2 separate regions of the Mus musculus genome follow, and region 1 is linked to region 2. The links are chromatin contacts, called in public targeted proximity ligation maps. All regions are on one chromosome and are shown on one strand. The core of a region is the stretch at or near the end of the contact, and the rest is flanking DNA. Distances in the headings are between cores, read along the strand shown.

Evidence for each region.
Region 1: a contact with region 2 is called in a targeted proximity ligation map of pancreatic cancer cells. A contact is called at or near these places in 3 of 130 datasets of targeted methods (astrocytes, embryonic basal ganglia and pancreatic cancer cells).

Annotation. Positions count from the first base shown.
Region 1 is chr19:28,387,800-28,391,184 of GRCm38.p6, forward strand. All of the region lies in intron 4 of Glis3 (GLIS family zinc finger 3), which reads right to left. Among named protein-coding and RNA genes, the nearest start is that of Gm35866, 25 kb to the left of the region's middle.
Region 2 is chr19:27,487,696-27,491,155 of GRCm38.p6, forward strand. No RefSeq gene overlaps it. Among named protein-coding and RNA genes, the nearest start is that of C030016D13Rik, 59 kb to the left of the region's middle.

The DNA of each region.
Region 1 (3,385 bases), core at 187-2,686, 900 kb after region 2:
TGTATGTATATACATATATATACATACGTGTGTATATATATATATATATATACACACACACACACACATACACATATATATGTAATTATACACACACAGCCATATATATGTCATAAACAAGGGATGCTGGTGTGAAAACAAGAAGAGTTGGAAGTTGGAAAGAGAGGATAGAAATGATATAAATACAGTACTCTTCTTGTATGGAACTCTCAAAAAAATTAAAACTACAAAAAAATTTTTTTAGAATGTGTTGGCGCTCCATGACCTGACCTAGAAAGCTGTCTGTACTATTCTACAAAGGAGAGGAACACTGTGGTGAGAAATCTGAGTGGTCTGATGACAATTTCTACAGGACAAAGTCTTGGCTGTGTGTACACTTACATGGGTCTACAACCGTAAAGAATGTGGGGATACCACACTGATGCCTTAACACTTGAGAGTTTAACTGAGAGCTGGACAGGGGCAGGAGGTGGGGAAAACACTCGGTGTATTGTGGTAAGCAAATACTCCTTTTAAAACTATAATTCTATTTTCCATTAACTCAGATTATCTTCATTATCCCTGCCTCCTCATCATAAATATAAATTTGTGTGTCCTAAAACATGAAGTGGATTCTTGGGCTATCTGGGTAACATAAATGGTCTTGAGATTGGCTTTCAACTGCACCTCTGCTGGCAAAGTAAGGAGGACCTGGACACCATGACTCTTGTAAGGCTAAGGATGAAGCCTAGCTTTTATTGGCTCCTGACTTATTACCTGAACGGTCAGTGAGCTATGGTGCACAGTTAGAGTCACATGCTGATAAGGAGGACCCAGCAGTATTGTCTCAAGAAACTATCAGCAAAACAACAAAGGAGTTTTCATGATTGATAGCACCAAATAATTATTGTACATACAAAGAAAAATGTTATTTGTGAGACAGGCTACCTTTAACCATCATAGACAAAAGATGTAGACTGCAAAGATTTTGATTAAAATATGCAAATGGCATCTGAAATCTCAACAATACTCCGTGATTCTACTTTTCGTCACTAAGTTGTTATTTTTTTTTTCTGTTTTACAAACTTTTGTCAATTATTTTCCATTTTGACATTATTCCTTTGAAAATAAATCTTTTCACACTAGTATTATAACCTAGGAAATCAGACAAATGATAGAGGGCAACTCAGTTAATTATTGCAAATTGGACACACTGTGGTAACCAGGACAGATCAAGAAATTGAAACATTTCATCATTAGTCCTAAAAGAAATCCAACCTTTAGTTATGGGGAAGAACACCTGAATTAGCAATTATATTTGGTGCATTTACGGTTCAGAGTAGGGTGTCTGGATGAAATTTAAATATGAACAAGCTTAAACATGACTCCACAGAGCCTAGATGCAAACCATCCCTTGGAAAACGTGTTTGGCTCCATCCACAGGCCTGGCTGCCTCTCCTCTGTGTCACAGGGTGCCAGTCGGGACCAGTGACTTCTCCATGCTTGAGTCACAGAAAGGAAGCCAAACTCTTGAGTCATCTCGAGGTTCACATTCACCCCTAGATTTCCTTTGTCATCAAGATGTCATGCAATGAAAAGTGCATGTGATCTGGCAAACCTGACAGTGAGCCTTACTGTTCAGAGAGGTTCACAAACAGGTGATTAATTTGTCAGCACAAAGTGAAGACTCAGGTTGAAAACAGCGATCTCTTTCTCACCCTTATTCTCACCCTGAACAAGAGGATGCCTGCGGTTCCCATTAGTACTGCACAAGCTCAAAGGGGACTGACTTGGCATTGTTCTTCCTTTGCCTGGCAGCTATCATTTCCAGAGAAAAAGAGGTGTGGAGTCAAGGTCTGAAACTGAACAATGTCTCTACCCAGGAGAGATCGTTGCACCTCACACTGACCAGGTGCATGGCACTTTAGGGGCTTCATCAAAACTGATAAGACAGGAATCAGGACCAGTTTCTGGGAAGTCAAAGTCTCAGGACCATAATAACATTGACCCTGATAGTCAATGACTACTTTTGCTGTACTGTGGTCTCCAAAGGCCCAGGACAGCTATTAGGTCCATCTAGAAAGTTGCTGTTCCCAAAAAGAAAGTGGACTTGAACACTGTTTCCTGTGTATTAATTAACCAAATAATATGGCTGGGTGTGGTGGCATATGCCTTTAGTCCCAGCACTTGGGAGGCACAGTCAGATGGATGTCTGTGAGTTCAAGGCCAGCATATCATTTACATAGTTCGCTCTAGGCCAGCCAGGGTTACATAGCAAAACCCTGTCTCAAAAATACTCAATATTTTAATGTAAAAGTAAAAATATCCCAAGTCTCTTGTTTCTGACTCCTGGGCCAGTCTCATTAGGAGTCTCAAAGGGTCACATTCTGAATCAAGTCAGGACTGGAAATGTAGGCAGTTCAGCCCCACTGCCTAGAAATTGAATAAAACTAAGGGGGGGGGTGCATTTTCACAGTGTGCTCTCAGTTGAGAAAGCTGGGTAATGAACTTCAAATAGATTCAGGGATAATTTGGTGCCTTGATGGTAAACACTAGCTAGCACAGATAGAATATCTCATTTGGAATTACACAGCTGCTTTGTATTGCAAATGAATAATATGCCCAGCATTCACACAGAACCAGGAAGTCGGAATTTTATTTCAGTTTTCATCTCCACCTAAATGCAAAAGGCTGGCATGAAGGTAATTGGGAAACAATTATTACAGGTGGTTCACAGGGCTGCATAATCGAACAGCCACTGCTACTAGGCATAGACCCTCCTGGTTAACTCAGGCGTTACCACAGAAGAGTGGACGGGGCCCTTGTTATTTTACCAATACTGTTGAGAGTTAGTATTAAATACTCAGAAGGAGAATTTTCTAATGCTAGAAAGAAAAATTCCAAGTTAATTTAATCTTACAGGCTTTCTATTGTGAGAAGGCAATTTTGGTTGGTTGATTGGTTTTATTTATAATAAACTCCCATTCTATTTCATTTAGGCAAACAAATCTATGATTTGGGGAGAACTTGTTTCCAGCCTAAGAATTCAACGTAATTCAACGTAATTCCCTTGTAATATTCTGCAATGAAAGAGTATCAGTTTGCCATATTTTAACTATAACTCTAAACCAAGGTGACTTTGCCCCTAAAGAGACTTCATCAGAGACTGGAGACGTTTTAGATTGAGCATGACTGTGTACTGGAGGTAGAAGGACTTCCTCTGAGCAGCTGGTGCCAGGCAGGCACGCTGCTAAACATCCTTTGTACACAGGATAGTCTCCACTGACCAGTGGCGCTCAGTGCTGAGGGACAGAAGCCTGCTCCCAGTGTGGAACAGTGAAGGTATTTGTGGGAGCAGAAACAGAGGTCACCTCAACAGTACAAAGTCCTCAAGCCAGACAGCACG
Region 2 (3,460 bases), core at 321-2,820:
ATAGGGTTATGGACACAGACATGGCCCTATGGGGCAGTCCAGGCCCAGACATCACCATGGCCCCAGGTGGTTTCCCAGGCTGGCTCCTCACATCTGCCTGCTTCTCACCACTATAAAGTCTCCAGTTCTGCTTCTTTTCACAGTGCATGAACCATGTGGCTTTCGCTTTACTTTCTCTCCCTGCTCTCCACTGGGTACTTCATCTTCCCCTTCTTTCCATCCCATTTGCTCATCAGAGTTGCACCCTCTGCAGGCAGGTCCAGGGAAAGTGCTTGGGTGTCTCTCTTCTGGCTGCCCTAGGACCATGGCGATGAGGGCTGATTTTGCTTTCTTTCTTCCTTTTGTCCTTTCTCCGTTTCTCTCTCTCTCTCTCTTTTTTTCTTTAGATCTATCTATCTATCTATCTATCTATCTATCTATCTATCTATCTATCTATCTAAGTATGTGAGTACACTGTAGCTGTCTTCATGCACACCAGAAGAGGGCATCAAATCCCATTATAGATGGTTTTGAGCCACCATGTGGTTGCTGGGAATTGAACTCTGGACATCTGGAAGAGCAGCCAGTGCTCTTAACTGCTGAGCCATCTCTTTAGCACTGTTCATGTTTTCTTAATGACTGCCATTCTGACTGGGATAAGCTGGAGTATCAGTGTAATCTAATTTCCATTTTCTGGTGACTGGTGAATTTGAACAGTTTCTTATGTGTTTATTGGCCACTTGTGTTTTATTATCTGAGACCTTTTTATTCATTTCATTAGCCTATTTATTGCTGAGTTGTTTAATTTTTCCTGTAAGCTTTCTTATTGGTTATTTTTATTAGCATACATTGATTACATATAAAACAGATCTCATTATATTTTCATGCATGTACACAATCATATTACCCCCCCCCATACCCATCTGTCTTAGGGTTTGTATTCCTGCACAAAACATCATGACAAAGAAGCAAGCTGGGGAGGAAAGGGTTTATTCAGCTTACACTGCCACATTGCTGTTCTTCAATAAAGGAAGTCAGGACACACACAGGGCAGGAATTTGGAGGTAGGAGCTGATACAGAGGCCATGGAGGGGTGCTGCTTACTGGATTGCTTTCTCTGGCTTGCTCAGCTTGCTTTCCTATAGAACCCAGGATGTCCAGTCCAAGGATAGCACCACCCACACTGGGCCCCTCTTACCCTTGATCACTAATTGAGAAAATGCCTTACACTGGAGCTCATGGAGGCATTTCTTCAAGGGAGGCTACTTTCTCTGTGATAACTCCAGCTCGCTTATGTCAAGTTGGCACACAAAACCAGCCAGTACACCATCTTTTGGTTTAGTGCTGTTACTGCTTTGTAGAGGAGTCTCTAAGCTGTCTCTTTTCTCAATTGTTTCCTTTGTTGTCAGGAAGCTTTTGAATTTCCTAAGGTCCCATTTATCTATTGTTAGGCTTATTTCCTGGAAAACCTTATTCAGAAAGTCCTCATGTACGCCAGTGTTGGAAGAATCCAAGAAGATGGAGAATGCCATCTCAGAATGGTCAGTGAGAGGCTGAAACTGGTTGTCAGAGTGACTCAGTGTGTGTGTGAGGAGCAAGATGTGGTAGTTGGGCTCACTGACTTCATAGTGACTCATCTGACCGAGGAGAATGTGCGAGTACTTAAAATGGCAGGAAAATAATGAAAAGTTTGTGGCAAGACGCTCTGGAGGTCAACATTAAACCCCAAAATTGTAGCTCAAAGTTCCCAAAGTGAACAAACAATATTAAATAGCTTTTCAAACTGTATCTACAGAACCTAAATCACTTGTTATCCTGAACAAGTTATTTGAGTATATTTTATACATTATATATCATGTACATTATACGTATTCATACATTTATAGACATGTGTGTTTTAAAACCCTAGATCTTTGCTAGACTCATTCATTCATTTAACACTTTACAGAAACAGAGCAGATGGTTAGGATGAGAATGCATCTTAGTTCAATACTGAGTAGGAAAACCATTCATTTATAGGTCAACTTTTTTTTTCGGTAACATTCAATGAGATATGGTAATTCTAAATAGGCTTATGGGTGATCATTAGGAAGAAAGGGATGGGGAAACAAAGGGCTGGAATCTTGGGGACAGCTAAGCCTATCAGTGAGGGTTTATTGATTGAGCAAGACACGGGCATCAGAGTAGTATTTGCTAAAGGGGTTTGAGTTTTCCCCAGAAAAAATGTGGAGAGCACTGGAGGAGTGGAAAAGATATTTAGCTATTATTCTTAATATTTTGGTTGTCATAAAAATACTGTGTCTTCATGAAATTTATGGTTCAATTTAAACTACAGTAACTGTGAATGGGACCTTGTTTTGCCTCTGTAACCAAGATTAGATGAGGCCATATTGAGTTATGCCCAATAGACAGGCATCCTTATGAGAGGAATACACACAGACACACACAGGGAAGATGGTCAAGGGGAGACAGGTAGGGACGAGGGTGCTGCCACAGGGAGTGCCAATCATCATGGAACACCTTGAGACTGAAAAATGTAGGGCAACATTTCTCCTTGAGCTTTGAGCTTTGAGAGGGAATGGGACCTTATTCTCTCGTTGATTTCAGACTTCGGACCTCCAGAACCTAAGGACAAACCATTGTTGTTTTAACCTCCCTGCCATGGAACAACTTACTATGGAAGATTTAGGAAAACAAGATAGCTGTTGAAACACAGGGAACCTGGTAAATTCCCTAGGTGAGGGTGAGGCTCTGTCCAAATCAACATGAGGCACTGTTATCTTTACCTAGTTGCACAGGTCTTGAAAAGACAGGACACCTCACCCAGTACGACTCTATTTCTAAATAAAATGGCCCATCTGTGGGTGATGGCCACGATGTGATGAGCACACAGAGAATCTGAAGCTGAAGAGCAAAAATAGGCATGAAAAGCTGAGCCATCACTTCCCATACATCACTAAGACTGTGAAAATCTCCTCCCATAATTCTCCTTGGGGCAGCTGACCAAATGCATAGCTATCTGGAGGCTTCACTTTGCATGGTGTCCTCTGTAAAGCAGCTTAATGAAGATGGCTGGAGGAGGAGGGCTTGAAGCTTCCAAGGGTCGAATTCTTTGATCAGCACTTCTTCCAATTTTGTAAACCACAAAGCTCATCAAATTCTCTCTAAACTAAATCCCTTGCCAAACCTGGGTGTAGTGGGCCTTCGCAGGGACCCATAATGTTTAAAGAGTGTTTCAAAATATTTTGGCATAGGATAAGAAGCTGAGTTAGATCCAATAATCTGTCTATATTTAATCTTGTCAATGTGTCACACTAATTTTAAATTTTGTATGCACTATAAAACACATAACATGAATTCCTACATGTGTGCACAATCTGTCTATACATGGATGTGCATGTGTCTCTGTGTACATACATACATACACACATACAGGCTAGTTCTACACTTTCTGTTATTATTGTTGTTATTGTACATGCTC